Regions from separate parts of the Gossypium hirsutum genome. Here region 2 is linked to region 1. A link is a contact called in public Hi-C data. All regions are on one chromosome and are shown on one strand. Each heading gives the region's core, a stretch centred on a gene start, on an enhancer-like site or on the middle of the called end of the contact. The rest is flanking DNA. Distances are from core to core; before and after follow the strand shown.

Region 1 (5,570 bases), core at 1,437-3,936:
TAACAATAAAATAACAGTTATATAATATCTAAACAATAACAACAAATAGTAGCAATATAATAGAGAAATGGCAACAAAAAAGTTTAGGTTGATTCGGGCCGTGCCCGGACCAAAAAAATCCTACCGAGGCTCAATCCGTTTAGAAAACGAAACTTATTTTTTATCCAAGCCCATTTTTCGGACTTTTATTTTTGCCCAAACCCTTCTATTTTTCGAGCGACGTTTGAGCCTTGAACAGGTGACCCAGCTCATGATTAGGTCTAACTAAAAACATCCACCACACTAACTATTCAGTGTTTTTAGATTACAAATCAGTCCAACCTTCTACCTCAATATTAGAGAACATCCTACCCCAATATTAAAGAAAATTTATAGTGTAGGGGAAGTAGTGAGTCAATATGTTGAAACTGGGCCTCAAGATAGGAGTTTTCGTAGAACCAACAAACCAATGTCTAATTTAAAAGAAAATAGAGAACTTGATAATTATCTCTCTTTAAGAGAAAAAGATCTAGCTATACAAATTAAAGAGAGATTAACACAAAAAAGGGGTGGGTAGACTCTTATTATTGGTTCTAATTTATATTTTTTTTATACAATGCTTAGAATTATTCGTAGCCTCTTTTCCCCTACCCATAAATAGGAGGATAATGCACTTTAGTACACTCGAACCCACGTCCTCCTGTATTGACAACAGTACAATAATATACATTCCAATCGAAATAAGACTCAATCGATGGAAAATGGGTTACTTGAATCTCCCGTGATGGTTAACATGTCCAATGTAGAACTTAAATTGTACGAACTTGAAGTACCTACAAAATTTAGTGCACTAAACAAATCTTAAAAAGGCCTACCAAATACTATTGTTCAAATCGATTTTTAATTTCTTTACCTAACCTAATGATAATAAATGGTAAAGGCCCATTTGGGATCCATCAAAGGGCCCAAACAAAACCCAATTTGGAGATATAAAGACATTGAAATGATCTTAAACAATGATGGGTTGTTTTTAGGCAAAAGCATCCATTCATGGGTTTTGGATTTCAAACATTCCCACCGACTATGTTTTATCAGGTGTGACCTGAGTTTGAGTCATGCTAGTCGCGTTGGTTGTTCGACTTTTGTCTTATTATTATAATTTACCAAAAAAAACTAATTTTGAAAATATTTATTAAAAATTTGAAATTTCACTAAATAATATCCAAAAAATCAAAAAACAGAACTCGTTTTTGTTAAAATAAAATACAAAAACCCAAAATCCAAAATAAAAAAAAAATCGAAAACCGAATCCAACTTATCCTTACCCTAAAACAAAAGAAATTGAAGATAGAATAAATTTGTAAATTTGTAGATTGTAGATATATGGTCCATAATTGATTTTATTTCTATGAAGCATAAAATAGATAAGAATGGATAAGAATTTTAAGCTTCTCTCTTTTATTTTTATTTTTTTCCTTTGTTTTTTTGTGGTAATCTTTAATCCTAGCTTACTGTTATTTGTCCATTCCCATATCAACAAAATTTCCATTTTATACATCCTCAAAATTTACACCAACCACACCCTTGATTTTGTTTTTTAAATATTTTTTAATAATTTCAATACAATTTCTAATCATATCTGTTTTTTTTATACGGTGTCTAAAATTATTTATACCCCTCTCCAACCCGTAAACAGGAGTATAATGCGCTTTAGCACACTCGAACCCATATCTTCCTCCATTGACAATAATATCCATACTAATTTAACCAACAAAATTTTTATTTTATATATTCTCGAAATTTTCACTAGCCACACTCTTAATTTTGTCCTTTTTAAAAAATATTTTTTTGAAGTTAAACATGATTTTTTTATGTTTGGTCACAAAAAGAACATGGACAAAAAAGTTGATAAATTTTGTCATATTTTTGTATAGATTTTATTTTATTTTAATTGATTTTGTCATAAAAAGATCCTTTGATATTGTCACCAACATGCATGCATTGGTGCTCCTTTAAAATTGAACAAAGAATAGGAACCTTGAAAACGGTATATATTTGATGCTCGAATGGAAAATTTGAGGGTTATTTCGGTAATAAATAATTGGGATAAATTAATCTTTAGTCCTTACATTTGATAAAAAAATTTCACTTTGGTCTCTAATTTTTTTTTTGTCCACGTTAGTCTCTAAACTTGATAGATTTTTTTCCCCATTTTGGTTCCTAAACATGAATCTCGTTAAGGTATGATCATGTGACATAATCCCTGTATGCAATGTGATTATGCCTTAGCGAAATCCAAGTTTAGGGATCAAATTCAGAAAAGTTATCAAAAATTAAATATTTTTTTATCACAAACAATATATGGGAGTTGATATCAAAAGGTCAAATTATGGTTTTGACCCCTAAAATGAAAATTTTTGTTTTGATCCTTTAAATTTCATAAAATTTTTAATTAGTACATGATAAAATTATACTTTAGCTCCTAAAATGATAAAACTTTCATTTAGTCATTTAAAAGATTATAAATATACCAACTCTTAAAATGGTGAATTTATATTTTAACTCTCATAAAAACATACAACTAATTCCGACCCCTCAAAAATTTATTGACCCCTCAAATGACTAAATTTCAAATTCCAACATAATAAAAGGACCAAAACTAGAATTAGACCGATATAAAAAAGACTATATCACCTTCATTATCCTCTCTCTTTGTAAATAAAGCCAAAGAGGGAGAGGGAAAAGAGGGAGAGAAGAAGCTCCGGAGATATTCGAGTCGGATCCGGGTCATCTTTCGGATCGTCAATCCGGGAAAAAGACCCAATTTAGCTTTCAGATCTTTTCTCTTTTCGTTCACCCTCGATTGTTTGTTTTCGCTCTACGATTTTTTTACTGATTCGATAATAGCATTTACCTAAGGTTCCTCTGGCATCGAATATTAGCAGATTAAACGCTACAAAGCTTCTTGAACAGGTTCAATTTTACTATTTTTCAATCCTTTTTCGCGTTTGGGTTGTTGGGTATTTGCGAAAAGTTTCAATTTTTGTGAATTTTATTTACAATTACCCATATTTTGTTTTCATATTGTTTTGCAGAAAGCTTTAAGCTTTGAAATGGGATCATTAAACTTAAGCTATGCTTTGTTTTGTTTTCTTTTTATTAGGGACCATACATTGAAATGTAATTACTGGATATTAGAAGTAAATAAATCTGCATTTTTATCATCCATAAATGGTGAAATTTCCAGTTTTTAACTGTTCTATGTGTTGAAACTTGAAAGAAATAAGCTTCATTGGAGTAGAATTAGTATTAATTGTTGATATGTTATGTATTAGTCTTTGAAGGACAATTGCAGGAACCAGTTGTGTAATTAAACTGTTTTCACTGTTTAGACATGTTGAGGTTCGGTCGGCTCCTAAGTGTCGTCCGCCAGCCAGCCGAATGGACCACTAACAACAGAAGGTATTGTCCTCGGGAGAGGATTTTGTCCCCAGCTTCTGCGGAGAGCTAGTGTTTCTTGAGCGGCTGCGGAGGGGGGTGCCTTGACTGTACATGAGTGTACGACCATGAGCGTCGCCCTTGGTGGGTGGGTGGCCATACACCTACGTATGGTCAAGGTGCCCTTGGCTTTGTGAACCAAGCTCTCAAGATAGTTGCTCATGGCAAGCTGGTTTGGGGCAGAGCACGAGAGACAAAACTCTCGTCAGGGACAATACCTTAGGTTGTTGGGAGTCGGGTCGGTTGCTCAGCAGACGATACTTTGAAGACTTCTTCCAAAGGAGCCGACCGACCCTCAACAAGACAGTAATTGTTGTTGTTTTGGAATTTAAGGGTTGTTGTGTTAGTCTCTTGTTCCTTATTCCGAGTGATTAGATATCCGATACTAGGTTTTATTCTAATCCATCTTTGTAACAGGGCAAAAACTATGGCTGTGTCTGGTTCCAAGGTTGTTTTTGGAGATGTTTATGTGGACGAGTTAGTGTCGAGTTGCGGGAATGGCTTTGAGTTTTTGAAACCTAAAGGGGTTTATTTTGCTGATCGAAGCCATATCAGTTGCCAAAAAGCTGGTATGGTTTTGAGAAAGCAAGAACAACCCCTCTTTGTTTGTGGACACTATGTTTCTCCCACAATGTCGAGAAATTCCAAATATAATCCTTCTTTTGGTCCAAGGATTAAAAGTATTCGCACTTCGCCTTTGCCATGTTCCTCTTCTAGGGCCGTCCACGATGTGTCATTTGATGGCAGTTCTAGTGATGACCAAACCACAAGTTTGCCTCAACGGTATGTCCTCATCTTGTATTTACCCTACTATATGCTTTAAACATTTCCGACACTGGCTATCTATGCTTGTACTCAATTTCCACATTTTGGTCATTTGGTGTTGATTTCAGAGCTATTCCGAGCGAGCGAACATTGACACTTGTTTCCGGGTCATGTTATCTCCCCCATCCCTCTAAGGTAGAAAAGGGAGGGGAGGACGCGCACTTCATTTGTGCTGATGAACAAGCCATAGGAGTAGCCGATGGTGTAGGTGGCTGGGCTGAAGTCGGTATTGATGCTGGTGAATTTGCTCGTGAACTTATGTCTAATTCGGTGAAAGCAATTCGAGATGAACCCAAAGGTTCAGTTGACCCGGCCAGAGTATTAGAGAAGGCCCATTCAAGCACAAAATCACAAGGATCCTCAACTGCATGCATCATTTCCCTTCACAAGGAGGTTTGTTTTCACTTTCAAAGGCTAGTCTCATCGAGTTTGATTGTTAGTGAATTTTGGTATATAACTTGGGTTGCCCAAGTTTGATCACATTCATGCCGATTCATGTACTTACTATCTCGACAGGGACTACATGCAATAAATTTGGGGGACAGCGGTTTCATAGTTGTTAGAGATGGTTCAACTGTTTTTCATTCCCCAGTGCAGCAACACGGTTTCAATTTTACTTATCAGTTGGAGAGCGGTAACAATGGTGATCTACCGAGCTCTGGTCAGGTTAGTCGATGACTCGTTACTCCACCCTAATACAAGGAATCTGTTATAGTGGTTTTCCTTTCTTTGTTCACCGTGTTTAAGGCAATATCTTTGAAAATAGTAGAAATGGCATTGTCTTGACAAATGCATGCATGCATAGTGCACTAAAGATTGATAAAAATTGATCATTGGACACACCCACATAAATACATGCATGCATACATATATATACGCGCGCTAAAGATCGATAAAAGTTGACCATTGGATGCACACACACACAAATGCATGGATGCATACATATATATACCCACGCGCACTAAAGATTGATAGAAATTGAGCATTGGACCTCATTTGGCTGCATTTCTTAAATGGCTTGGTGCTCAGGCTTATAATCAAAACATGTTTTATTATGGGAAAATGTACTTGAGAGGTCCCTATATATAGGGACCAGATCAAATTTGCCCCTCTACTATTAAATGGATTAATTTAGTCTTTGTACTATTAAAAAGAATCAAATAAGGCCAAGTTGGAAAAGATTTAAACTTTTTTAGTTTAAAAAATATCATTTACTATTTAACAGAATTAATTTTTTAAAAGTTTTTATGATTTTGTAAATGAGATTT
Region 2 (5,570 bases), core at 1,369-3,868, 160 kb after region 1:
ATTGTATATAAATGTTTTAGTCCGACTCAAAATATAAATTTTTAATTTTAGTTAATTCAATTTATAAAGTTCAAAATTTTCATAAATTATGTATTGAATAATTATCTTTTTAATATTTATATTAGAAAAATTATTTAATCCAGTTGCAGGGGTAAATCACTGTCATATTGCCTTTAAAAAAGAATTAAAACAAATACACATCATTCATTTAACCTTACTTTCATTGACAATTAACATAATAATAACCTATTATATTTTTAATATTCATATGATATAAATTATATAACATAAAATTTAACATATTAAAAATGGAAACATTGGTTGTATCGAGTAGAACTCGAGTCTTGAATATTAAAATCCAAGGGTCAACTGATATTTTTTCATTATAATTTCTGATTATATCTGTTCTTTTTTAACACAATATTTAGAACTCAAACCCACGACCTCCTACATTAATAATAACGTTTATACCAATTGAACAAAAACTCAATCCACTTTTTAAAAAGCATTTTAATCATTCAAATAGTGCATGTAACTTTCTTTTCTTTTTTGTCATTTCATACTTTAATTATTCTCTATTCCACCTTGGATGAATTGCTATTTTAGTGTAAGAGATTCATTTGCATGGGTTGGACCTTAAGTATGGGCTCTCAAGAATTGGCCTAACTTCTGCCTCTTAGGTTTTACATATAAATGAGCTTAAATCCTATTTGAGTTTCCTAGTCCAACAATCTTGTCCAACCCACGGTTCGTAAATAAAAAGGTAAATTATATCTAAGGTCACTAAATTATTAGTAACTTTATACTTTAGTCACCCAACTTCAAAAAGTTACAAAATGGTTACTGAAGTATTTGAAAGTTTTCATTTAATTCACTAGTCTATTAAAATCATTGTTGTATGGCCTTTTTTGTTCACAATGTCTGCACTAATCAAAAGCTTTCATTCTCCTTCTTTTATGCAATTTAATTTTTTTTCTTGAAACAACTTTGAACTTCATGAATACGTGAATCGAAATTTAAACAATTTTCATCTAATAGGTACTAGTTCACCATACCAATCGTCGAATTGTCACTTGGAGCTTGCTAGTCGGACTTAAAAAAAACTTAATACTTAAAAAAAACTTAATAACCTAATAACTTAAATAAAACCTTCAAATATTTTAGTAACCATTTTTTAACTCTTTAAATTTGAGTGGCCAAAACATAAAATTACTAATAATTTAATGACCTTGAGTGTAGTTTAGTCTAAATAAAATTTACTTCCTAAGTATTTTGGCCAGATTTTGGCTTAATAGTAAGATTAAGATTTAAGAAATTTTGAGGTTTTAGGTTCGAGCCCTACATTTTGTAAATATGTAGGTTTTCCTCCAAATTTATTATAATTAGTTATTTTGAATTGAGTTAGTTATTGAATTAAATATTCACTTTAGTACTTATAATGATTGATTCAAGACCGTTGATATATTTATAACTTTTGGAAAAAAAAGAAGAAGAAGAATTGGTTCAAATTGCATTGTTGGGATTAACCTTCTTCACAATCGGACAATTCATAAAGGAGGATATTGATATCAAGGTATTCAGAATTGCATCAATGGACACCGCTTTTTTACTAGAACTAGTACATATAGATACTGGTTTGTATTAGTGCACCTTTTTAGATTTATTGATATTTTTGAAAATATTTAATATATGTATATAAAAATATTTACAAATATCAAATGAATAAGATTAAATAAATTTAAAATATAAAATATATCGATTATATAAAATACTCATCCACATGCTTCACAAATAAAAATCTATCGTTTACAAGTTAGTAACTTAAATTTTTTTAATATTATTCATGCACCAACTAAAGTAAAATGTTTCAACCGACGCGATTGGTATAGATTGAAATTTTCATGGATGCGAAAAAGAGAATTTGCTGTGCCAGCTTACTTTTGGAATTGTGCACACTAGTTGATCTAGTCGAAACCAAGGTGGAACTAGCTACATTTTTTTTTTGGATAAGGTAGCATTTAGTCCCTCAACTTAGTTCCTATCTTTTTCTTTGGTCCACGTTAGTCTCTAAACTAAAGAATTTTTGCGAGATTTGGTCTTTGTAAGGACATGACATTCTAAAATTGTCATGTCATCACATAAAAACTACAAGTTTTCAAAAAAAAATTTAGGTCATGATATAGCACTCTAATATTGTGCCATGTGAGCAGAATACTTTTTGTTAAAATATGTTATAAGTCCTTGTACTCTTCATAAATTTAGAATTTAGTCTCTCTATTTTTATTTCTAAAAATTTAGTCTATCTATTTTTTAAATTTAAAGATACAAATCCAATCATCAACACATTAAAATTCTTTTATTAAATACAAATCCATTATAACCCATTTTTTTTATTTACATAGCCATCAAATGATTTTTTTAATTTCAAAATGTCATACTGAAAAATTTAACAAAAAACTAACGATGTTATTAATTAGACTTGAATTTTTAAATCTAAAAAATAGAGAAATTGAATATCTGAAATAAAAGTATAATGACTAAATTCCAAATGTAGGTAAAATACAGGGACTTGTAGCATATTTTAACCTATATATATTCGCATGTCAAAGTAATTAGTCAAGCTTGGAAAGTAGGTGAGAAACAACGTTTCCCCCACTGCCCAATTACTTATTTTCTGCTTTGCAATTTACAATTTATTAAAAAATATATAAATAATAAATTATGTAGAAATTTGAAAACCCTCGATTCTTCCCTAAATTTGCCCAACTTTCCCTAGAAAAATAAACAAAAATAATTAAAAAATATTGATCCAATCAGTTCCTTCAATACCCAGGTTAGTTTTATTTTTATCCAATTTGGATTATGTATTACGTCTAAGATCTTGTTTTTAGATTTTTTTTACTGGGTTTAATTGATTATGATTTGAATTTGTTGTCTTCTTCTGAATTTAGGTTAGGGTTTCTTTTCTTTTGTTGGATTAATAAAATGGTGTTGTTTGGTTTATAATTAATGTCGTTTATGGCACAATTTGATGAACTATTGTTAAAATAGATTCAATTTTTTTTTTTTGGATTTCAATCGTTATGGTGTTAGTTTCATTTCGAGTTTTCTGGGTTTTTATTTTTGGGTAAAAAATTAGGAATTGGGTGTGTGTTTGGTTGATTGAATTTGAAAGTTGTAATCTTTGATTCCATTGAATTTTAGATTTCTTATTTTCCCCTTTAAATTATGTTTTTGGATTTTTATTGTTTTGATTTATTGTGTTGCGTGAATTAAGGAATGGCGAGCGGTTTTGGGGAATCAACAAGCAGACCACCCCCAAGTCCGCCTTGCTCGGGTAGTACTGATAATGCTAACGATGCCGGTGGTTTTGAATGCAATATCTGCTTCGAGTTAGCTCAAGACCCGATCGTCACTCTTTGCGGTCACCTCTTTTGTTGGCCGTGTCTATACAGATGGTTACACCATCACTGTCATTGCCATGAATGCCCTGTTTGCAAAGCCCTCATACAAGAGGAAAAACTTGTTCCACTTTACGGTAGGGGCAAAAACCATACTGATCCACGTTCAAAATTGTATCCCGGCATGGAAATCCCTAACCGTCCCACAGGGCAAAGACCAGCAACCGCTCCTCCTCCTCCTCCCCCAGAAGCCAATCCATTTGGCAATTACGGGTTTGGACTAATGGGAGGTTTTGTTCCAATGGCAACCACCAGGATCGGTAACTTCACAATGGGATTTGGAGGCTTATTGCCATCATTGTTTAACATCCAGTCCCATGGATTCCCAGATGCTACTGTGTACGGAACAACTTCGGGGTTCCCTTTTGGGTACAATACGGTTCATGGCGGTCATCCTCATTGGTTTCCCCAGCCGCCAACCACTCGAGGACAGCAAGCAGATAATGTGTTGAAGAATCTTCTTTTATTGATTGGGGTCTTCGTAGTCCTTGCTCTGCTATATTGGTGAAATAGGTATAACCGCTTCAGCTCAGACAAAGCTTGGTTATCTAGTGTCTGTATATATATGCTTATAGCCGAATCGACGATTCTGTTTTAGCTCGAGAAGAAGTTGTCAATATAATACTTTGCCATTTGTAGCTTCAGGAACAACTTACACTCGTCTTAATTCGTTCTTTTCAAAATAAAAAAAGGAATTAGCTCGTTTCCCCCCTATACATAGAAACATTGTGTTGATTCTTGAATGGTCATTTGGTGTCAATCATGTTAGAACCATAAAAAGAGAACAGCTGTTTTCTTATTTCTTTGCTTTTTCTGGGTGATCCAATCATGGTGGTAATAGCTATATACGTCTCCCATAAGCTAAATTATTGAACATCTTTGGATTTTTATTACATAACCATATGGAACACGAGTTTGTGTTAAAATATACAAACACAAGTTCATATGTAGGCTCCATTTGGTGCTTTGTCTATAGGAACATGCTATTGAATGATAGTTTTGAACACTATTTGGGTGAAAATACCATAGAGGTCACTGAACTAGGAGTTAAATTGTATTTTACTCTCTCTACTAAAAAATGAGCGAATTAGTCAATGTATCTTAAATCAAAGAAAAGATTGGTCATTTCTATTAAAAATTTCATCTTTTTGTATTGTTAAAAATTGGTGTGGTTAATAGAATAACTAGACAATAACACTTAGTGTGCCACGTGTATTTTATGCTAACATTTAGGGATCAGTTTTTAGCAATAGAAATGGATGAAATTTTTAATAGAAAAATTAATTTATTCTTTGATCTAATATACATGGACTAATTTACTCATTTTTTAATAGAAGTGTCAAAATACAAACTTTCTCCTATTATAGGGGTTTATATGATACTTTTACCACATTATTTGTTGAACCAATTACATTGATTGGATGGTTCTGATGTTAACACATGGGAAAGATAATGCCTTTTGTTTTGTACCACATGGTAGGGTAGGGGATTCATTAATCATACCATGGAAACTTGGTCATAGGGTACTTCTGGTTTGATCATGCAATTAAACTCAAGAAAAGTAATTGCTCCTACCACATGATGGAATATGAATGAATTTTGTACCCTGCGTTTTAGGTCTTAATTGCCTTCATCAAAGGGTTATATGCTTTCTTGGACCATAAGTTTTCAACTGAAAAATGTCTTATTATTTCCATTTTTTTCTTTTTTTATTTATTTTAGATTAATCTTTCTTAACTTTAGAACAAGGCAACCCTTGGTTCTTTTCCTCCTCAGCTAACCGACATATCTATTGATAGGCTGAGGAGGATGGGACTTGTAAAACAGTTCACTCGGTGGGTTGAGAGTCGTAAAGTGAGGGTTTGAAGTAAAAGAGTTGATGGATTGAGGAGGATGGGGACTTGTAAGACAATTCACTCGATGGGCTGAGAGTCTTAAAGTGAGAGTTTGAAGTAAAAGAGTTGAAGACAAGGATAGGAGTCGGAGGGTATGATTGGTTCATCGAGGTTGGAAATGCCACGTAAAGGGACATGATTGTTGGATGTTTTGAGTAACTAGTGGTAGTAATCTTGTTGTCACGATTTGTTAGTTTTTAGAGAAGAGTTGAAC

What was found. A called contact is a pair of places that touch in the nucleus more often than the background predicts.
Region 2: a Hi-C map of leaf shows a contact between it and region 1, with 1.7 times the contacts expected there. The contact joins the promoter of LOC107909364 here to the promoter of LOC107909381 in region 1. A contact is called at or near these places in 2 of 34 Hi-C or Micro-C datasets (both in leaf).

Annotation. Positions count from the first base shown.
Region 1 is chrD03:1,231,120-1,236,689 of Gossypium_hirsutum_v2.1, forward strand. LOC107909381 (probable protein phosphatase 2C 80) reads left to right here and starts at 2,687. Exons shown (of 6, transcript XM_041089551.1): 1 at 2,687-2,952; 2 at 3,372-3,819; 3 at 3,895-4,260; 4 at 4,371-4,695; 5 at 4,819-4,968. The coding sequence starts at 3,905.
Region 2 is chrD03:1,396,097-1,401,666 of Gossypium_hirsutum_v2.1, forward strand. LOC107909364 (E3 ubiquitin-protein ligase RNF185) reads left to right here and starts at 2,619. Exons shown (of 2, transcript XM_016836851.2): 1 at 2,619-2,833; 2 at 3,278-4,175. The coding sequence starts at 3,280. The coding sequence ends at 3,969.